Linked DNA regions of Mus musculus: region 2 is linked to region 1. The links are chromatin contacts, called in public Micro-C maps. All regions are on one chromosome and are shown on one strand. Each heading gives the region's core, a stretch centred on a gene start, on an enhancer-like site or on the middle of the called end of the contact. The rest is flanking DNA. Distances are from core to core; before and after follow the strand shown.

What was found. A called contact is a pair of places that touch in the nucleus more often than the background predicts.
Region 2: a Micro-C map of the HL-1 cell line shows a contact between it and region 1, with 4 times the contacts expected there. The contact joins two enhancer-like sites. A contact is called at or near these places in 2 of 15 datasets of contacts at CTCF or cohesin (both in the NIH/3T3 cell line), 7 of 484 Hi-C or Micro-C datasets (CD4 T cells, the CH12 cell line, the HL-1 cell line and 3 more), 1 of 115 datasets of contacts at active chromatin or transcription factors (the NIH/3T3 cell line) and 1 of 9 other capture datasets (embryonic stem cells).

The regions. Positions count from the first base shown.
Region 1 is chr16:18,025,929-18,030,254 of GRCm38.p6, forward strand. No RefSeq gene overlaps it. Among named protein-coding and RNA genes, the nearest start is that of Dgcr6, 38 kb to the right of the region's middle. Within about 2 kb of position 2,768, at least 4 of the 459 cell types and tissues checked have an H3K27ac peak or open chromatin away from gene starts, as enhancers often do. A contact at or near this core is called in the HL-1 cell line, where this site is marked.
Region 2 is chr16:18,181,426-18,185,790 of GRCm38.p6, forward strand. No RefSeq gene overlaps it. Among named protein-coding and RNA genes, the nearest start is that of Gm34679, 14 kb to the left of the region's middle. Within about 2 kb of position 1,571, at least 22 of the 459 cell types and tissues checked have an H3K27ac peak or open chromatin away from gene starts, as enhancers often do. A contact at or near this core is called in the HL-1 cell line, where this site is marked.

The DNA.
Region 1 (4,326 bases), core at 1,518-4,017:
TTTCTACATTATTAACTGTTTGTAGCCACTGTGTCCTCCTTGGGGAGAAAAGAAGGCTGGCCTTGGAGCTTGAGGACACACTCCAGGGCAGGAAAGGCCTGTAGTCCTAGATAGCTTCCCCACAAGGTGCCCTTGCTCCCTCATTTCTGTGTCCCCAGACACTATAGATGCTCAGAGTGGCACACAGGGGAGCAGTGACCTGAGATCCCCAGACAGACATTCAGATCAAGCCTGAGATCAGAGGACAAGAGCCATCCTTACCAGGATAAGGTTATGTTGTCCACTTTTTAACTGAATATAGACTTAGAACTAGTTTCAGAATACATTTCCTTTTTAAAATTGCTGGTTTTGACCTTAAACCAGTTGTATCTACTGTTGATATATATGTATATATGATATATATATATGATACATGTATATTATATATTTATATATATATATATATATATATATATATAAAAGATCTCAAAGCATATGTAGGGACAAGCAGCCCACACAATGTAGACCTTAGTGAACTTTGTAAGCACAACGCCTGCCAAGTTTCCCTTGGCATCTCACCCTCCACAGAAGACAACCTGGGGAACATCAGACTCAGCCTCTTGTGAGAGCACACTACCATAGCCATTTGTGCTCAGAATGCACACATCCTAACTCACTTCTCTCTCATAGCCTTTCAAGTTAGAGATTCCTATTCTACCCACAGGAGGCTGCCATTATGATTGAGCCAGACCATTATGCTGATGTGGTGTCAGCATCAGGCATATGAATTTATAGGGACCAATATTCCAAATGCAGTCATACTGTGTAATAATAAGCATCAATTAAAACAATAGAAAGGAGCGTTTTTCGACAAAGCATCCTTCATGCCAGGGAGCTGCATCTGAATTCTACCCAATATTTCAGGCAGAAATGTTACCGTCTCCGACAGAGCATAGATCTGGTGGAAGGAGTGTTGCCTCACTGCTCTCTTTGGATCAACAGCAAACACCATGGGAAAGGTGAATTGTGCTTCACCAGATTTGCCAACTTTGATGGCAGCCATTGACAATCTATCAGAAATGTTCAGAAGGGGAAGAAACTTAGATTCCAGAGTAGGACGCTCATGGAGTTGATGGGAACAGGTTCTTCCATTTGGGCATGGCCTGGAAAGTGGAAGGAACAGTGGGCTTTTTTTTTTTTCTAGCAGGACCTAGATAGTCTGCAAGGAGGACTCTCCAGTGCAGCAGCCATCAAGGATTCTCAAAGAGAAGCCATGTCTCCAAGCCTAGACCACAGCATCTGGGCTGAATGGTTTATGAGAATAGGTTCTGCTGAGGGAGGAGGGAGGGAGGGAGGGAGGGCAGGCACTTCTGGTGGGTGCAGGTGTTGTCTCTTCTTAGCTAGGTCCTCCCCCACCTGCTGTCAGATCAGCAGTGACACCCTCTGGATATACTCCAGCTTCTTCTACTAGCCTCTGTAACATGGAGCAACTGAGTTACTTCATCCCCAGTAATATGGCAGCTAAATCCAGGCGTATGCATGGTCATAGCATTCTGATGGGGAGTGCTTCAAGTTGGGGAAAGGCCTGAGAGCTGAGCCACTTAGTCAGAGGAAGCAGTAGGGAGTCCCTCAATTAGTCAGCTGACCTCCAGGGGGACACTGAGAGGTAAAGACACTGGGAAAAAGAGACAGGATGTGGTCTGCCTCTCAGGAAAATGGCATAGCTAATTTGATCAGGATTGACCCAGGTCATTGCCACTTCTGGGCCAGCTCTTGCCCTTCTCTTGGCTCAGGCCTCATACTGGACATCTATCCCATAGCCACTTGGGACTGATAACACTTGGGAAATCGAGTAAAGGAGGCCCCTCACCTCTCACCGGAACATGAGCAGATGACTCACGTGTGAAACCTTCTGCTCCCAAGGAAGCAATATTTCACGTCTTGGGCCTATCACCCTCTCTCCATGTGTAAAACGGGGCACAGCTACTGCTCAACTCACAAGTCACCCCACAGGGTCAACATAGAATCACATGGGTGATAACAGATCCTCTGTGAAAGCTACAAAGCATCAAGCCACGGGAAGCCTAGATTGTAATACATCTTCTGTGTCACGTCTACCCCACGTTTCCTTGTCCATCCCGCACATCGGGCTCACGCTCTGGGCCCTTGATGGGATGCAGCACTCATTCTTCCTCAGGCTTTGTCTGTGTTTTGTTTTACACCTTACAGCACTAGTAACTGGGCCCTGAGAGCATTCCAGTACCACAGAGCAGGAACCAAGGACAGAACATCAGGTGTCTTCCCCATGTCACACATTGGCTCATAAGTGGAACCTGAGGACAGGCTAGCCAGCAATCATGCCCAGGCTTTGCTTACTGTGTTGCTTCCTCTCAGTGAGAGCGGTGTCTTTCAGTCAGTCCCATGAATGCTTTGTTCATAAGTTCACAGCACACTTCGAGAGATCCATCTTCCTAAGCCTTGCTTTGCATATCAAGACTGAGACTCAAAGCAAAGACTGTGAGCTCATGGAGTGGGTGTGCTCCCAGCAGCTCTCAGCCTGGCTTCTGTCCACATGCCCAGCCAGTAGGTCAGACTTCAGTCAGCAGAGACCTGGGAGCCCAAAGACTTTCCTTTACACAGCTGAAGCCTGGAGCCACCTTCCTGACTTTTTTGAGCCTAACTGCTTGTCTCCAGATAAGGTTTGTTAGGGAAAACTGCCCATGTGGGCAGTTGGCTTAGAACGCTCTGAATTCTGAGCCCGTTAGGGGTCCAGCAGACAACAGGCCTTCCAGGGTGGTCGGCGCTAGAAGGCAGTGGGAATCTGGGCATGCCTCACCCCTGGATGTTCATAGGTCTCCATCCTGCAGAAAGGCATTATCTGTCATGTCAAAGGGTGAAATATCCAAGAGGTGACTCAGAATTTGTGCCATTCTGTGAAGCGAGGGCCTTTCTCCAGGAAACCACCCATTTCCCTGTCATCATCGTGAGGCAGGAGGATTTGGGAAAACCATGATAGGTCCTAGGTTTGCTATCCAGAGCATGACCCAGAGATCTCCAGATGGTGAGAGGGTCTCTGCCGTTATGGAACTAACAAGTTTCTCTACCCTGCAGTCATTATTGCCCGGCGATGTGATCTGGGGAGACCCCCTTAGTCTGAATTGCTGTGTGCTCGGCCTTAAGGTAGGAGTTGCTGCCATTCGAATCACATGACACAGCTGGCTTTGCCAGCAGCTACAGAGTCTCCAACCTCTGCAGAGTTCCAGTAAGGCTCTACCCACTCTGGAGCTGTGACTGTGTGCCTTCTCTAGATGTCACCTTGACAACAGGTCTTGTTAATTCTTCCAGACACATAACTGAAAAAAAATTTTTTGGTAATTCTTAGAAAGTACCAGACTTTTTTTCTTCAAAGTTTTTTTCCCCCAGTTTATCTTCAAAATAATGAAATACCATCAAGAAGGTCCTGTTAACATTTCCACATTGAAGAACAGGGAAATGAGACACTTAGGGGCTAAATACTGCTCCAGCTTTGACTGATGGCCACCAGGAATGGGTGGGTGATCACACGTCTCTATGTTTCACTGTTTACCTTATCTCAACGGAGGCTTCTCCACTAGTGTCTCTAGATAAAGCACGGATCTCATCCCTCATCAAACAAGTTTCTTTTTGCAGCCAATGGAGGCTATTACAGAGAAACAAAACAGGTCAAGGTGCTGAGGGAAAGCAACAGAAAACAGTCCAGCCTCAAATGGGAGGACGTGTGTAACACACCCATACCGTAGGCTCAGGGAATGCCATGGAAGAGGAGGACACCTGCAAGATCTGCTTTGAGACAGCGTCTTCTGGACCTGACAGGATCTGTTCCATGAACTCCCAACACAAGACCACAGCAGTCACACGTCAGTGTGAGATGGGGACAGGTTCACAAGGCGTGAAGAGCTACAGTGGCCAATAGCTGCTGAGAGCAGAAGAACCAGCTCTCTTCAGGGATGGGGCCCTGGCAGTTGCCCATCCAAGCCTAAGTACATATGGGAGCACCAACTGGGCTCAGTAGGAGATACATCAAATCCATTACTTCTTCTATAGTTAGATATGTATATATTTTACAAATATATAATTCTATAATTATATGCCTCTATAACTATGAGTATATGTACACCTCTAATTATATATCTATGTATACATATATAGTTATACATGTATATATAATTATATATACATTCTATATATATTCTGTCTTAGGGTTTTACTGCAATGAACAGACATCATGACCAAGGCAACTCTTACAAGGACAAAATTTAATTGGGGCTGGCTTACAAGTTTAGAGGTTCAGTCCATTATCATCAAGGT
Region 2 (4,365 bases), core at 321-2,820, 150 kb after region 1:
CAGCACGGGTGGGGCCTCCACCTTCTCAATCCAGCTCATCCCCCAGCAAGCCAGGACAATCAATTATTCAGCTTCTGACTCTCAGCCTTCTCCGGTTAGTGCCTCGTAAAGCTAGAGAGATAAATCTCTCTGCCTGCATTCTTGGCACCTGACTGGGAGCAGGATACCCCTAGGGCAATGATAGGCCCTGCCCCAGACCCCCTCCCAGATCCCAGAGCCCGCGAGGAGCATTTCTGGCACCCTGCCGTTCCTTAGCTATTAAACCAATAACTCAGCAGAGACACTTCGGAGCAAACTGCACGGGTTCCCACCCCCACGACAGCAAGAGCCCTACCAACCATTACAACTGCAAGAGAGGCTGTCCCAGCAGACATGGTCCTGTCACACAGGCTGACTTCCAAAGGGACAAGGAGATACACCGAGACATATAGAGGGGAGCTGTCTGCATGCCTTCAGTCATATCAGATAACTGCTGAACAATCCCTGGTCACCCTGTTGAAAGGTAGCTCCAAGCACATCTTTCAAAAACCACTGGTTTAGAATCCTGCATGAAGCCACCTGCTTGCAAGGCCACCCTGATGGGACACTTACAAGCCTCCAGCAAGACATTTGTCCCCAGGAAAACTGATTACTTGATCCAAGGTCTGGAAGAATCTAGATTAGTTCCCCAGACCACATAACCAGGGAAGCATTTGTTGAGTGGCTGACTGACTTCACAAACTCTACAGACTCTGGCATGGCTCTGGCAAGAAGTGGAACAGAGACAAAAGGGACTAGGAAGCAAAATCAGAGACAGGGGAAAGGCAGAGGGGAGCTGAGTCCTACTCCCAGAGGCCTGTCCTCTGAGGAGGAGCAACCCCCATCCCTGCAGTGTCTCCTGCTTCAACCTCGATAGACACAAGACAAGACCTGGGCCATGCTGGTGGCAGCTCTGCTGACCTGATTCCTAGCCAGAGCCCCCTCCTGACTCCCACTCTGCTAACCTCTACAGGGCAAGGTCAATGTCCCAGCAATTACCATTAATAAGTTGAGGGACATTACCCTGGGTCCAACTCTAGTGTTAATTGAGACGGATCCTTTCTCCACTTGTCAACTAGTCTGGATGTAGCCACTGTTTCTACAGCTTGGTCCTGCTGCTTGCCTGATTCAAGCACCCTAGGCTGCCCCTATTCTGACTGGTAGCTCACCCAGTTCTCAGACCCTGCTGGGAGCCTATACCTTCCAGTACCTTCCCTGGGACTTTGACTGCCCTGGTGATGCACAAGTTCACCCTCTGGGAATTTCTACTCTAGCTGTGGGGCTCTCCCTGTCCAGACTCTCTGTGCACATAGGGAGTCTGTATCTTTCCTACTTCTAGGCCTCTGATTCTATTGTACCGTCAAACAACCGTTCCGTGCTGGTGTCTGAGCCAGGATCCAGTAGAGACACAGGACTCTATTCTTCCCAATGACAGGCCAAGTTGGAATCATGGGGTTTGTGGCCAAAAAACAAGGCTAGTCAGTCATTATGAGGCTCTGTGCTATACCACGTGTACGGTAACTTGCAACAAGTCACCAGATAGGGATGTCCTAGGGTGGAGCTATTCAGGAACAGTGAGTCACAAACAAAACTCTGGGGGTGGGACGTCCAAAAGACACCAACCAGATAACTGTTTCTGTGTGTCCTGGCATGCTCCGTCACTGGAGCCCAGGCTATTAAATCTGGTTCTAGACCCAAATACTCATCCAAATTACGAGAAAACAGTATAACATATCAAAAGAAATTAAAAGGTTAATTTACTTAAAGTTTTGGCCAAAAGTAGGGAGACAGAAACTTTAACTCTGTCCCCAACTTATCCATAGCTGCATCACAACATACAGATGAGTGACACAGAAGCCAGGCTGTCTCTGTCTTTGTTCAAGAGTCAGATCTAGCCCTGGTCCTTTCTGCCTTCCCACACAGAGTTTCCTGGGGGAATCCTGACTCATGCTACCTGCCTTCCTTATTAATGTCCTTCACCCACTTTCTTCTCTGCCTGAAGTGAAACTACTGAGAGATGGCAGACCTGTCACAATTTTGCTAATATTCACCTGCACTACAGACCCTCCCTCCCTCCTCCCTCCCTCCCTCCTTACCTTCCTTCCTTCTTTCTTTCCCTTCTTCCTTCCTTTCTGCAGGATTTCATGTATTCCAGGCTGGCCCTGAATTTGTTATGGAATCAAGAATGGCCTTGAACTTCTGACCTCCTGCTTCCAGCTCACAAATGCTGGTATTACAGATGTCTGCTGCCACACCTGTTTTATGCAGCTCTAAGGGTAAAACCCAGAGCTCTGTGTGTGCTAGGCAAACACTCTGCCAACTGAGCTAGGGAGCCCGGGCATGCATTTTCTGATAATGACACAGAGTTGAAAACCAGACACTGGGGGTGAGAGAAGGAATGGTGAGAGAAGCTGGTATTTCTAGAACATTCTCAGAGTGATGGCTGGTATATGAGTGGGGTACCATGAAGGCTGTTCTGCAGGAAATACATTTTGGCACCATGTCCAGTATTCAGGAGAATGGAGGTAGGATGCTAGTGAGGTAGGGAAGCAGTAGAGTTGAGGGGGAGTCCATAGGGACCTGATCTGTCTTCTTCATCCACAGAGTGGCCATGGAAACAAGGATAAAACCTCTGTAGTCACTGAGGAAGGCTGGGGCCACTCTTAGAGACAGGAGCCCAAATAAATGTGCTGAAGCCCCAGGGGCATGGACACACACAGTCAGGTGATGGGGATATAAGCAGGGAGGCCTTTAGAGCAGAGTTTGTACCTCACTGTGTGGGCTGCAGGTAAGACAGAGATGACAGAAAATAACTTCACCATTAAAAGGAACAGGAAGGAAAAAAAAGGAGGGAAATAGATGCCGAATCCCAGTGGGAAAGAACTTTCTAAGAAAAAAAGCCTAGATGAGTACACTTTGTGTGAAAGCTAAACTCTCAGCACCAAAGGAAACATCAAGGCAAAGGATGAGCAGCATGCAGGGTAAATGCTTGACACTGACACGACAAAAAATTAATACCATTACCACAGTGTGAGTTATGCTGAAGCAAAACTACTGAGAAAGATGTGTGTGCACTGCAGGTGAAACAAAGCATATGGCCTGTGTACACACAGAGATACTTATGCACACGTGCATGCACATACACACACATATGTACACACACATGTCTCACACACGTGTGCACACACATGCACTCACACACGTGCACACACACACACATTCACATGTGCTCACACACAAATATGAGCACACACACATACAGCAACATTCTGGCCTCTCTGCCTGTGTGGCAGTAGCCTCTCTTGTTCTGAGGTTCCAGTCAGCTTGTAAACTGATAGAGGTTATCAGTCACCCTTCATCCTAGGAACAGCCTTTCCTGGCTCTGTGCTGACCGAACATGTACACAGAGAGCCAGATCAGGACTCATGGGCTAGCAGCCTCAATGCTAGGAAAGTCAGAGCCGGAAACAGCACCTAAAAAACATTCTTGATAAAACCTCACCTGAGATAAACACAAAAAAATGGCCATTCTGGGAGAGGCATGAACTTGGAAGGGTGTGCACAGGACAAGGCTGGGAGGCAATAAGTAAACCGCCATCAGCAGTGAGGATTTCCATTCTTTAAAATGGGACTGGCGAGATGGCTCAGTGGGTAAGAGCACTGGCTGCTCTTCCAGAGGACCCAGGTTCAATGCCCAGCAGCCACATGGCAGTTCACAACTGTCTATAACTCCAATTCCAGAGGATCTGACAGCCTCATACAGACATTTATGCAGGCAAAACACCAATACACATAAAATAAAAATAAATCATTAAAAATATACATATACATGGAATGTAGACGCAAGAATGAAATTCTGGGGAATACCCTGGTCAAAATCAAACAATGATACCAGGATCTTCTAGATGGTGGAATAAGCCACTGTGGATTTTCCAGGCTCTGGTCATCTGGGACTGGAAGGACAACCCTGTTCTTGGGTGGGGTAAGAAGCTCTAAACTGGGAGGATGGATAGCCAAATGGGTGAGGCTAGGAGGTGAAGGGGTGGGTGGGCAGACACATGACTCCACAGGTGGATGGGTAGAAGGGTGAATGGGCAACTAATAGGTGGATAATAAGTGAATGGGTAGATAGAAAGAGAGACAAACCAGGGATAAAGTGATGGCTAATCAGATGGACAGTATGGAGGTACATCTGGGTGGATGCATGCATGGGTGGATGCATGCATGCATGGATGGTTGGACAGGTTGGCAGATGAATGAATAATTGAGGGCTAGTTAGATTGACAGGGAGATAGATGAAGACAGGCGAAGGTCTTGGATGAGTGAGAGTTAGCCAATGACTCCTCTC